Regions from separate parts of the Mus musculus genome. Here region 1 is linked to region 2. Evidence: chromatin contacts called from public Hi-C data. All regions are on one chromosome and are shown on one strand. Each heading gives the region's core, a stretch centred on a gene start, on an enhancer-like site or on the middle of the called end of the contact. The rest is flanking DNA. Distances are from core to core; before and after follow the strand shown. Region 1 overlaps Tmem163 (transmembrane protein 163). Region 2 overlaps Tmem163 (transmembrane protein 163).

Region 1 (5,373 bases), core at 1,847-4,346, 97 kb before region 2:
TCCTGGCAACCACCAAACTTTTCTTTGTTTCTGCAGTTTGTCTTTCTGAAGATATTACACAGTGGAGTTGTATAATCATGTGACTGTTTGGGAATCACTTCATACACTCATCTTAATGCTTGAGACTCACTTAGATTGCTTTGTGTATCAATATTTTGTTCTTGCTCATTATCATGTAATATTTTATTACATGGATGTACCATAATTTCTTCATTAAATCTGCCTAAGAAAGCTAGGATTGATTATAGTTTTTGTCAATTTTAACCAGAGATGCAAATAGTTGTATATAGATATGTATGCTAACATAAGCTTTCTCTCCACTGGAGTGGAAGTTGGCAAACTTTTTGTACAATATTTTATTTATTTTATAATAAATATATCTGGCATTAGTGGCAGCTGTTTACCTCTGCCTTTGCAATTTGAAAGGAGTGGAGAACAGTCTTATAAGTGAGTGAGACAGGGGGTAGAGCTGTGCCCTTGGCCTAAGGACACAGGTGCTGAGACCTTTGTCAGGAAACCACTTTGGAGTAGAGTTTTTGTGTTTTATGAAAGAACATGTTCTGAAGAAATTGGCAAACTGTTTTCCAGAGGGGTTGCACCAGCAGAGCTCCAGAGAGCTCTAGTTGTTCTACATTCTTAGAATTGGGAACAAAACACCCATGGAAGGAGTTACAGAGACAAAGTTTGGAGCTGAGACAAAAGGATGGACCATCTAGAGACTGCCATATCCAGGGATCCATCCCATAATCAGCTTCCAAACGCTGACACCATTGCATACACTAGCAAGATTTTGCTGAAAGGACCCATATATAGCTGTCTCTTGTGAAACTCTGCTGGGGCCTAGCAAACACAGAAGTGGATGCTCACAGTCAAGTATTAGATGGATCACAGGGCTCCCAATGGAGGAGCTAGAGAAAGTACCCAAGGAGCTAAAGAGATCTGCAACCCTATAGGTGGAACAACATTATGAACTAACCAGTACCCCGGAGCTCTTGACTCTAGCTGCATATGTATCAGAAGATGGCCTAGTCGGCCATCACTGGAAAGAGAGGCCCATTGGACTTGCAAACTTTATATGCCCCAGTACAGGGGAATGCCAGGACCAAAAAGTGGGAGTGGGTGGGTAGGGGAGTGGGGGGGAGGATATGGGGGGCTTTTGGGATAGCATTGGAAATGTAAATGAGGAAAATACCTAATTAAAAAAAGCCATATTTTAATTACTGTTTGTGTATATTTGTGCATGTGTGCAGGTGCCTGCAGAGGCTAGAAGAGGGTGCTGGATCCCACTCCCATAACCCAGAGCTGAAGTTACAGGTAGCTGTAAGCTGTCCACAATGGATGCTGGGAACCTAACTCTGGTTCTCTGCAAGGACAGCAAATGTTAAGCCTTCTCTTCAGCCTCTTGCTCTACATTCTTTTAAGGACTTCTCAGAAGTAGCACCTTTCATTGAATTCGTAGAGTTGGTACAGGCTATTATCTCTTCATGATTTTCTCATTTTATTTGTTTTACTTTTGATACAGTTTCTCATAGCCTAGGCTGACTTCAAACTCACTTTGTAGCCAAAGATCTTAAACATCTTGATCCTCCTGCATTCTACCTCCAGAGTGTTGGGATTACAGGTGTGTGCCTCAACATCCAGTTTGTGCAGCACTGGGGATAGAACCCAGGGCTTTGTGTGTGCTAGGCAGGCCTCTACCAACTACACCCCAGCCCCTCATCACAGTTTTAATTAGCATTTTTTTAGTGGTAATGATTTAGAACATATTTTCTTGTGCTCATTTGCCATCTGTATGTCATCTTTAGCAAAGTGGCTTTTCAAATCTTTTACCCATGTGAAGAAACGGATTGTTTACTTACAGTGTTGACAGTTGATAAAATATACTCTGAATACAACTTCTTTGTCAAATATGTGATTTAAAAAAAAAAAAACCTCTTACTTCCTAGTTGGCAGCTTGGATCATTCTCTTTGTATTATCATTTGCAAAAAATATCAGTTCAGTTTTTGAGGTCTTTTTCTTTCATGGCTTATGGCTTTAGGATCTGTCTCTAGATCTCTTTCCCTAACTGTGTGTCTCAAAAGGTTTCTCCTATCTTTTGGCTTTGGATGTTATCTTTTAGGGTTTTCATTGCTGTGAAGAGACACCATGACCAAGGCAACTCTTATAAAGGACAACATTGTTTTTCATTTAATTGCTATTTATTTTCATAAACACGAGGTATTTCAAAGTGCTCTAAGGTGCAGCACTAAATATATACGTTTTGAAGAAATTAAACACAGAACTTTGCCATTTTACCCAGTTCTATGCACCAAACGCGAACAAACACAGTAACAAGGAAGAAACAGGCTAGGAAAAAAGGAATACACACACACACACACACACAGTGCTGGAGAAGGATTTGAGAATTCTACATCTGGATCCAAAGGCCATCAGGAAAAGAACTATGAACCATTAAACCTGGGCTTGAGCATCTGAGACCTCAAAGCCCACCCCCACAGCGACATACTTCCTCCAACAAGGCTCTACCTATTCCAACAAGACTAAGCTTCTTAATAAGATCAGTCCCTGTGGGTCAAGCATTCAAACCATGAGTCTATGGGGACCATACCATTCAAACCACCACAGATGTTAATAGTCTCATGCCTTATATTAGATCTACAATTTATTCTGTGTTAGTTTTTATAAGAAGCACGAGCACAAATACTGACTGTACATATGTGCCCTGGTTAGTTTTTATTGTCTGTTTGATATAATGTAGACTCACCTGGGAAAAAGAAACCTCAGCGATGAGTTGTCCAGATCAGATTGGCCTGCGGCCACGTCTATAGGGTATTTGTCTTGATCAATGACTGATAAAAGGGGGCCCTGCTCACTGTGGACAGTGACATCTCTGGATGCAGAACCCTGGGCAGTATAAATGAATTGAGCATGAGCCAGTAATTTGTGTTTCTCTGTGGTTTCTGCTTAAGTTTGTGCCCTGACTCCTCTCAATCATGGAACTGTGACTTGAAATTCAAGCTGAAATAAACAGCTGCTTTTGGTTTGGTTTATATCACAGCAACAGAAAATGAAACTAGGACAGTATACCAATGTCTATATGACTGTGGGTGCACATGTGCCTCAGTGCACATGTTGAGGTCAGAGCACCACCTATGGTGTTGGTTCTCATCTTCCCCTTTATTCAGAGTGGGGTCCTTTGTTTGCTGCTGTGTGCTTTAGACTAGCTGGCCCATGGGCTTCTGGGGATTTTCCTCCATTCACTTACCATCTCCTTGTCGGGGCACTGAGATTACAGATGCACTCGGCTGTGTCAGTTTTATGTGACTCCTGGAGGTTCAAACTCAGGTCCTTAGGCTTGCATTGCAAGCATCTTACACGCAGAGCCACCTCCACAGCTCATGTCTTTTTTGTTTGCTTGTTTGTTTGCTTGCTTGTTTGTTTGGTATATGCACATTCAGTTATTCAAGAGGATGCCTTTTCTTTTTCCCAGTTGCTTTTGTGACTTCACAAGCAGTCATGGCCATAATTATGTGGGTTCATTGATACCCTTGTCTAGCCCTTGGCGAACCCTACACTGTGCAAATGACAGCACATTCACAGTAAATCTTCATATTAAAGAGTGTATTGCGTGTATTGCTTTTCTGTTGCTTTTTTTTTTTTTTAGCTTTTGTAGATCCTTTTATCTGATTTTCTTTACATTGATTGATTGATTGATGTGTGTGTCGGGGGGGGTGTTGGGGAATGTCTGTGGGCATCAACAAGCCACAGTGACTATGTGGGGGTCAGAAGGTAAGGTAACTTACAGGGGTCAGCTCTCTCTTTCACAGTTTGTATCCTGAGAATTGTCCTTAGGTCATTAGGATTGATGGCAAGTGCCACTGAGCCATCTACCCAGGAATCATCTGAATTTTAGAACCAGATTGTCTGTACCTAGAAATTTTCTATTGGAATTTGAGTGGAGTTAAATCTGTAGATGTATCTGGAGAGACTTGCCACTTTACTTTGACTAGACGTTCATTTCTTAGCCAGAGTCCATCTCTCTACTTTTTAAGGCTGACTTTACTTTCTCACATAGACATTTGAAATTGCCAACACACTCAGCCCTAACTTTGGAATCATGGTCGAGATGCCCCATCGTACCTCCCCTTTGCTGCTGTGGACTTACATCTCCCTCCCAGCTCCCTTCTTCCCTGACTGTCCCTCTGTTGGCCCCCATGACACACTACTACATTCTTTCCCCTGCCTTATCTGCCCACTTGTCTCATCCTGACCCCTTCCGTGATCTTGGGAGGTGACACTGGACACTCTTCTCTGGCTTCTGTCACCCTGCAGTCATCACTTGACTGTGTGGTGGCTAAATCCCTGCTTTCACTTCTGCTCCTTCTCCTTGGGTGGCCTTCAGACATCCTTTATTTTCTCCCAGTGAAGAAACACACACACACACACATACACACACACAGAGAGAGAGAGAGAGAGAGAGAGAGAGAGAGAGAGAGAGAGAGACAGACAGAGACAGAGACAGAGACAGAGAGACACAGAGAGACAGAGAGACAGAGAGACAGAGACAGAGACAGAGAGACACAGAGACACAGAGAGACAGAGAGACACAGAGACACAGAGAGACAGAGAGACAGAGAGACAGAGACAGAGCTTGGGAAGCTGAAGCCCAGATTTCTTTGGAGGCCTGGGGCTGTTAGAATCATTGAAGGGTCTTCATCCCCTAATTTAGGGTTAGTCAATTTGAAGAAAGACGGACTGGTTGATTGCCTCACAACTGTTGGGTAACATGTCCTGATCTGAACTTGTTGAGCCAGCCATAAGCATAGAGCCTGCTGGTGGGCTATAAGGGCCAAAGGCTTTTGTTTTAAGCTGCCAGGATTTTTTTTTTTTCTCCAGCTAAGAGGGTGAGGAAGAAGCCAGTCATTTTGGAAGTTTTCCATCTTTATCACCTCATCATGACTTCTCTGCCTATCTGTCTGCCTCCCAGGGAGTGTGTCTAACTTTGAGTGTTGGTGTTATTTTTATGAACGTGTTTGTCTAAGTTTGGATACTATGGCCTATGGTAATAAGAATGAGCAGTATTATTTCTACTTTAATCCTCTAAACTAATCTGGCTACCTGTCTCCCTCCTGCCCCACCCCTCACTAACAGGAAGTCCAGTCATAGTCTTTCCCCTGCTTAGTCATTGGGTGATCAGCTAGCTTTATTGACCAATCAGGGAATAATTGGGAGCAATGCTTACACAACATTAGAACAGGAGATTCTTAGAATAAGGATTGCAACTAGATATGGGGGCACAGAAGCCAGCACTTGAATAATATAAGGACAATCTTTACACTGTGCACAATAACACTACGCCTACAGCACTGTCT
Region 2 (5,088 bases), core at 1,171-3,670:
ACACAGAGAGAACCCTACATAAATATACACATATAAAAAGTAGAAGTCAGGATCTGTGTGTGAGAGAGAACAGGACACATTTGTCATAATGTACCTACGTTACTGTACTTATTTTTTTCCAGTTCCATCCATCTTTCTGCAAATTTCATTTTTAATGGCTAAATAACATTCTATCATGTACATGAACCACGTTTTCATTGGCCATCCATCTGTTGATGGGAATCTAGTCTGGCTTCGTTTCCTGGCTATTGTGAATACAGTGGCAATGGTCAGGGGTGAGCCAGTGCCCCTGTAGTAGGGGGAGCAGTGCCCCTGTAGTAGGGGGAGCCAGTACCCCTGTAGTAGGGTGGAGAGCCCTCTAGGGATAAGCCACAGAGTTTTCAGTTAAGTGTGCTGGTTCCTTTGCTCTGTACTAGGGAAGTTTCTAGAAGCCAGCCAGCCAGTCACACATCCTGCTGTGATTCAGGCTGAGTGTTGATACAGAATGCTTCCCGTAAATTAGATTTATCAAATCAAATGCCCAGAGAAATCAGGCCTGGACACAAAAGAGGAGAAGCCGGCCAGGTTTACAACACCGGAAGAACATGTGCCTGGCTAATGGTGCCAGACTCCTTTAGAGCTGGTGTGCTGGAGGAAAGAGTAGAAACCTCTGCTGAACATAAAACTCACAGGGCTGGGCAGACTGCTCAGTGGGCAGAGTGCTTTGGTAAGCACAAGGATCTGCACTCAGTCCTCAGGAACACCGGAAAGGAAAGCCAGACACAGCAGGAAGCTGTGCCTGTAGTTTCAGCACTGAGGACAGAAGACAGGAGCATCCTTGGGACTCTCTGGGTAGCTGAAGTGACAAGAGGAAGACACCTCCATTACTGACGTTAACCTTTTGCTCATACACCCGTATAGGAGGAGTACCTGTACATATAACATATGTATAACACAGGGTGGGGGGAACTAATGGAAAAGAAATTGAAAGCCTGATGATTTCCCATAGATACATTGTCTGACTTAGGGTTTCATTGCTGTGAAGAGGCACCGTGACCAAGACAACTCAAATTAAGGACATTTCATTGGAACTGGCTTACAGTTTCAGAGGTTCAGTCCATTATCATCATGGCAGGAAGCCCGGCAGAGTCCAGGCAGACAGGGTCCTAGAGAAGGAACTGAGAGTTCTACATCCTCATCTAAAGGCAGTCAGAAAGAGATTGACTGTTCTACACTGGGCGGAGTTTAAGAATTAGGAACCCTCAAAGCCAGCCTACACAGTGATAGACTTCCTCCCACAAGGCCACTCCTCCTACTAGGAGCACTTCCCATGGGCCAAGCATAGTCAAACCACCACAGGCATGAAGCCTCAGCTGTACTCAGGGCCTTTGCCACAATACTTGTAGGGCCTGGACCAAACAAGGGACAGTACTCTTCAGGGCCTCAAGGTAATGGATGTCTCTCTCTCCCAATCACACCTTAACCCCGCACCTCAAATCCAAGCTGACTTCTCACAGCTCAGTCCTGCCCTGACAGATGCAAGGTCTGGGAGCTGGGTGTGGCTCCATGGGCAAGGCTTGACTGGCAGATATGAAAACCTGGGTCTGAGTCCCAGCACCATACAAACCGTGTCTAGAGCTGCATACCTGTTTCATAACCTCAGCACTGAGAGATAGAGGGAGGAGGACCCAGAAGTGAGGGTCATACTTGGCTATGTAAGAAGTTCCAGCCCAGACTGGGATACTGAGATATACGAGACTGTCTTAAACAAAACAAAAGTCACACTTTCTTTTAATTCAGTGTGAAATTCTCAGAGTGAGGCTTAGTGCAAGAATGGGTCACTATATGTGAGCATGAGCGTGTGTGCATGTGTGTGCCCGTGCTTGCCTGTGTATGTGAATGTTTGTGTGTGCACGTGTGCATGTGTGTGTGTGCATGTGTGTGCATGCATGTGCATGTGCATGCGTGTGCATGTGCATGTGCGCGTGCATGTGTGTGTGTGTGCGCACGCGTGTGTACGTGTGTGATGGTATATATGCTGGTGAGATTAGAGGAGGACATTATACATCCTCTCCTGCAGTTCATTCAGTGAGAGACTTCTCCCTTGAGGTCAGGTCTCTCACTGAGCCAGGAACTTGCTGTTTTTCTGTCTAGCCTGGTGGAGAGCAAGCCCTAGAGATCTTCTTGTCTCTGCCTCCCCTCCCTCAAGTGCTCTGGTTACTGGTTATAACAGGCTTTTTTATGTAAATCCTGCTATCTGACCTCTGGTCCTCATAACCACCGAGCCATCTCCCCAGCCTGCAGTGGCTCAGTTTTCAACAAGAAATCTGGGTAGCTAGGAGTTACCCAGCTGTGAAGTCAGCTGGCTCTCACCCTCCTGGGTGTCACCAGCCCCTTGGGGGTTTGGCTGGAAGAGGAACCAAGCCAGCCTGGTTTCTGGGGTAAGTCCCGAAGCAGACCTATGGGGGCTTGTGGTTGTGTAAGTAAAGGGTGTAAGCCTGCTCCCTAGCCCTGCACCACGCCTCTGGTTAACAAGGCAGATTTTGGAAGAGAGTTCTTTGCAACTCTGCCCTGTTCTAGTTCTAGAACATGGAGCCAACACTTGTTAGATGCTAACAGGATGATATTGATTGATTGATTGATTTACAATACAATAACAGCTTCCAGTGTTGGGGATGTGGTTCAGGTGGTAGAGCGCGTGCCCTGCCTTGCCTGAGTTCCATTCCCAGCACTGTTTAAACTAGAGACGGTGGAACATGCCTGTAGTCCCAGCACTTGGGAGGCAGAGGCAGGCGGATCAGAAGCTCAAGGTCACCCTCAGCTACACAGTGAGTTTGAGGGTAGCCTGGACTACATGAGATCTTGTCTCTAAAACAAAACAAAAAAAGCAAGGATAAATAAAGAAAAAGAAAAAGAAAGAGAGAAACTTTAGAACAAAAATGAGCGTCTTCAAGAAATCTGTGCCGGCGATGACCTTTCCCACTGCAATTAAGTTTTTCATTAATGAATAAAAGTTACACGCATTCATGGTATATATTATGTTGTTTAATGCCAGAATGGGCTGTTTTATTATTTGGGTTTTTCTTTGGTTCTTTTCATCTTGACCATGGGTTGTTTTTAAAGAGTCACATCCTGTTTTGGCCCGCAGCACCTGCTCTGATGAGGAAGGGCAGGTGGTGTGCTGTTCCTGTTTGCAGGGACACAGGCTCTGAAGGATGAAGTCTGAGGCTGTCTGTTGGCTGATGGCTGAGTCCCTTTGAGTGCCGCCTCTTCTCCTCCAGCTCCTGGCTTCATGGGCCTGTGTGACTTGGCTGCCCACTGGCCTTCAGGGCTGGGCCTCCCTTCCCACTTCCTCTACTCCCCCATAGCTTTCTCTTCCCTGCTCTCTCCTCCCTCCCTCTTTTCTTTCTCCTCCTCCCCCTTTTCCTGTTCTCCACATATGAACCTTGGCATATGATAAGCAAACAAACAAACAAAACGAAACAAACAATTTTTAAAACTTTAAGCTCATTCTTTGCCCTCTCACTTCCCGCCTGCCATCTGTTCTCGTACCCACTTCCCTGGCTTAGTCACCTGTATAATGGTTTATCTGGAGACATCCCCACCTTTTCCTCCCCTCAGCCTGCCCCTGCCAGTGGATTCTCTTGACTGTGGTTTTAGAGCAGTGTTTCTCAGCCTCTCTCAACATGGCGAGAGTTGAATACAGTTCCTCATGTGTGGTTCCACACACCACCCCGCCCCCCACAGCCATAAAATTATTTTTGTTGCTACTTCATAACTGTGGTTTTGCTACTGTTATAAATCATAATGCAAATACTTGTGCTTTCCAATGGTCTTAGGTGACCGCCGTGAAAGGGTCGTTTGACTCCCCCAACAGGGTTCGAGACCTACAGGTTGAGACCCACTGGTTTCGAGGCAGGAAGCATTTGACAGAAGGAAAAGAGGGAGAATGGTTTCAGTGGTCTGAAACAAGGGTCCCGTGTGCAGAGTGTGTTTCTAAAGGTTCCACACAGTGTCGGTGAGCTCTCTGAGGCTCGTAGCACTGGTGTTAAAGATGTGAGAGAAGAGATTCTGACTGTAAACTTAAGTTCCCAGAATGTCGTGAAACTGTTACCAGTTAGAGCACAAAATTTGGGTAACCTGAATCTGTGTTCCTGGGCCAAGGTCCTCCGTCCTCCGTGTATGTGACTGCAGAACAAACTGTCTCTTCCTCCTTCTGAGGTGAGAGCTGTTTTTGCATTGACATAGCCCTGCCTCTTCCTCACTGGGAGAGCCTAGGGGAGGTTGCTAAATCTTTTTCTGCCTCAGTTTTTTTTTTTTTTCAGAAGGTCAATACTAATGGTACCTTGTTGATGAAAGGCATCAGGCTTTGTTTAGTGTGGAAGCCCTTAGGATGTACTTAGCTCGAAGCTACTGAGTGGCTGCTGCTGACTGGAGGTGTCTAAGGACTGTAGGCCTTTGATGTCTTCAGTGTGGGAGAGCAGACTGTATTGAACGGTCTCAGAAATGCCCTCAGAGTTGCTTCTTTTCTCAGGCTGGGTAACACGAGGGCAGCACAGCCTGTACTTCAGCTCAGAGATGCTTTTCCAACATGATACGCTGTCCAGCACAATTCCTAATTTAACTTTCGGAACGGAACAGACTAATACCAAAAAATAAATAAACAAACAAATAAATAAAAGCTGACTCGGTTGGTAGAGTGTTTGTCCTGTATGAGGATCTGAGTCCAACTCCTGGAACCCAAATGTAGAAAACCAGGTATGTGACAGGTGACATACACTTGTAATCTCAGGGCTGAGGAGGTAGAGACAGGTCAACTTTTGGGCTTGCTGGGCAGTCAGCCTAGATTTCCTGGATGGTTCCAGGCCAGTCAGAGATTCTGCTTCAAAACCAGGGGGATTGTGGGACTGGAGAGATGGTGCTGTGATAAAGAAGGCTTGTTTGGCAGTGAGCAGGGGAGCACCCACATAACAAGACAGGTGTCTTTCCAAAGCAAATGCTTGCAAGCCCAGCACTTGAGGGGACTGGAGATATGAGGGCCTACACTGAAGCTTGCCGGTTTCAGGCCTAGCTAAGATATGATCCTAGGTTAGAGAAAGACCCTGACTC

What was found. Hi-C and Micro-C count contacts between places; a contact is called where the count stands out from the background.
Region 1: a contact with region 2 is called in a Hi-C map of pre-pro-B cells, with 1.6 times the contacts expected there. The contact joins two enhancer-like sites. A contact is called at or near these places in 1 of 15 datasets of contacts at CTCF or cohesin (large pre-B cells), 11 of 484 Hi-C or Micro-C datasets (the C2C12 cell line, CD8 T cells, the CH12 cell line and 8 more), 6 of 115 datasets of contacts at active chromatin or transcription factors (CD8 T cells, effector CD8 T cells, embryonic stem cells and 2 more) and 3 of 9 other capture datasets (adipose tissue, liver and pancreatic islet).

The regions. Positions count from the first base shown.
Region 1 is chr1:127,609,509-127,614,881 of GRCm38.p6, reverse strand. All of the region lies in intron 2 of Tmem163 (transmembrane protein 163), which reads left to right. Among named protein-coding and RNA genes, the nearest start is that of Tmem163, 66 kb to the left of the region's middle. Within about 2 kb of position 3,096, at least 14 of the 459 cell types and tissues checked have an H3K27ac peak or open chromatin away from gene starts, as enhancers often do. A contact at or near this core is called in CD8 T cells and pre-pro-B cells, where this site is marked.
Region 2 is chr1:127,511,968-127,517,055 of GRCm38.p6, reverse strand. All of the region lies in intron 5 of Tmem163 (transmembrane protein 163), which reads left to right. Among named protein-coding and RNA genes, the nearest start is that of Gm41947, 35 kb to the right of the region's middle. Within about 2 kb of position 2,420, at least 51 of the 459 cell types and tissues checked have an H3K27ac peak or open chromatin away from gene starts, as enhancers often do. A contact at or near this core is called in CD8 T cells and pre-pro-B cells, where this site is marked.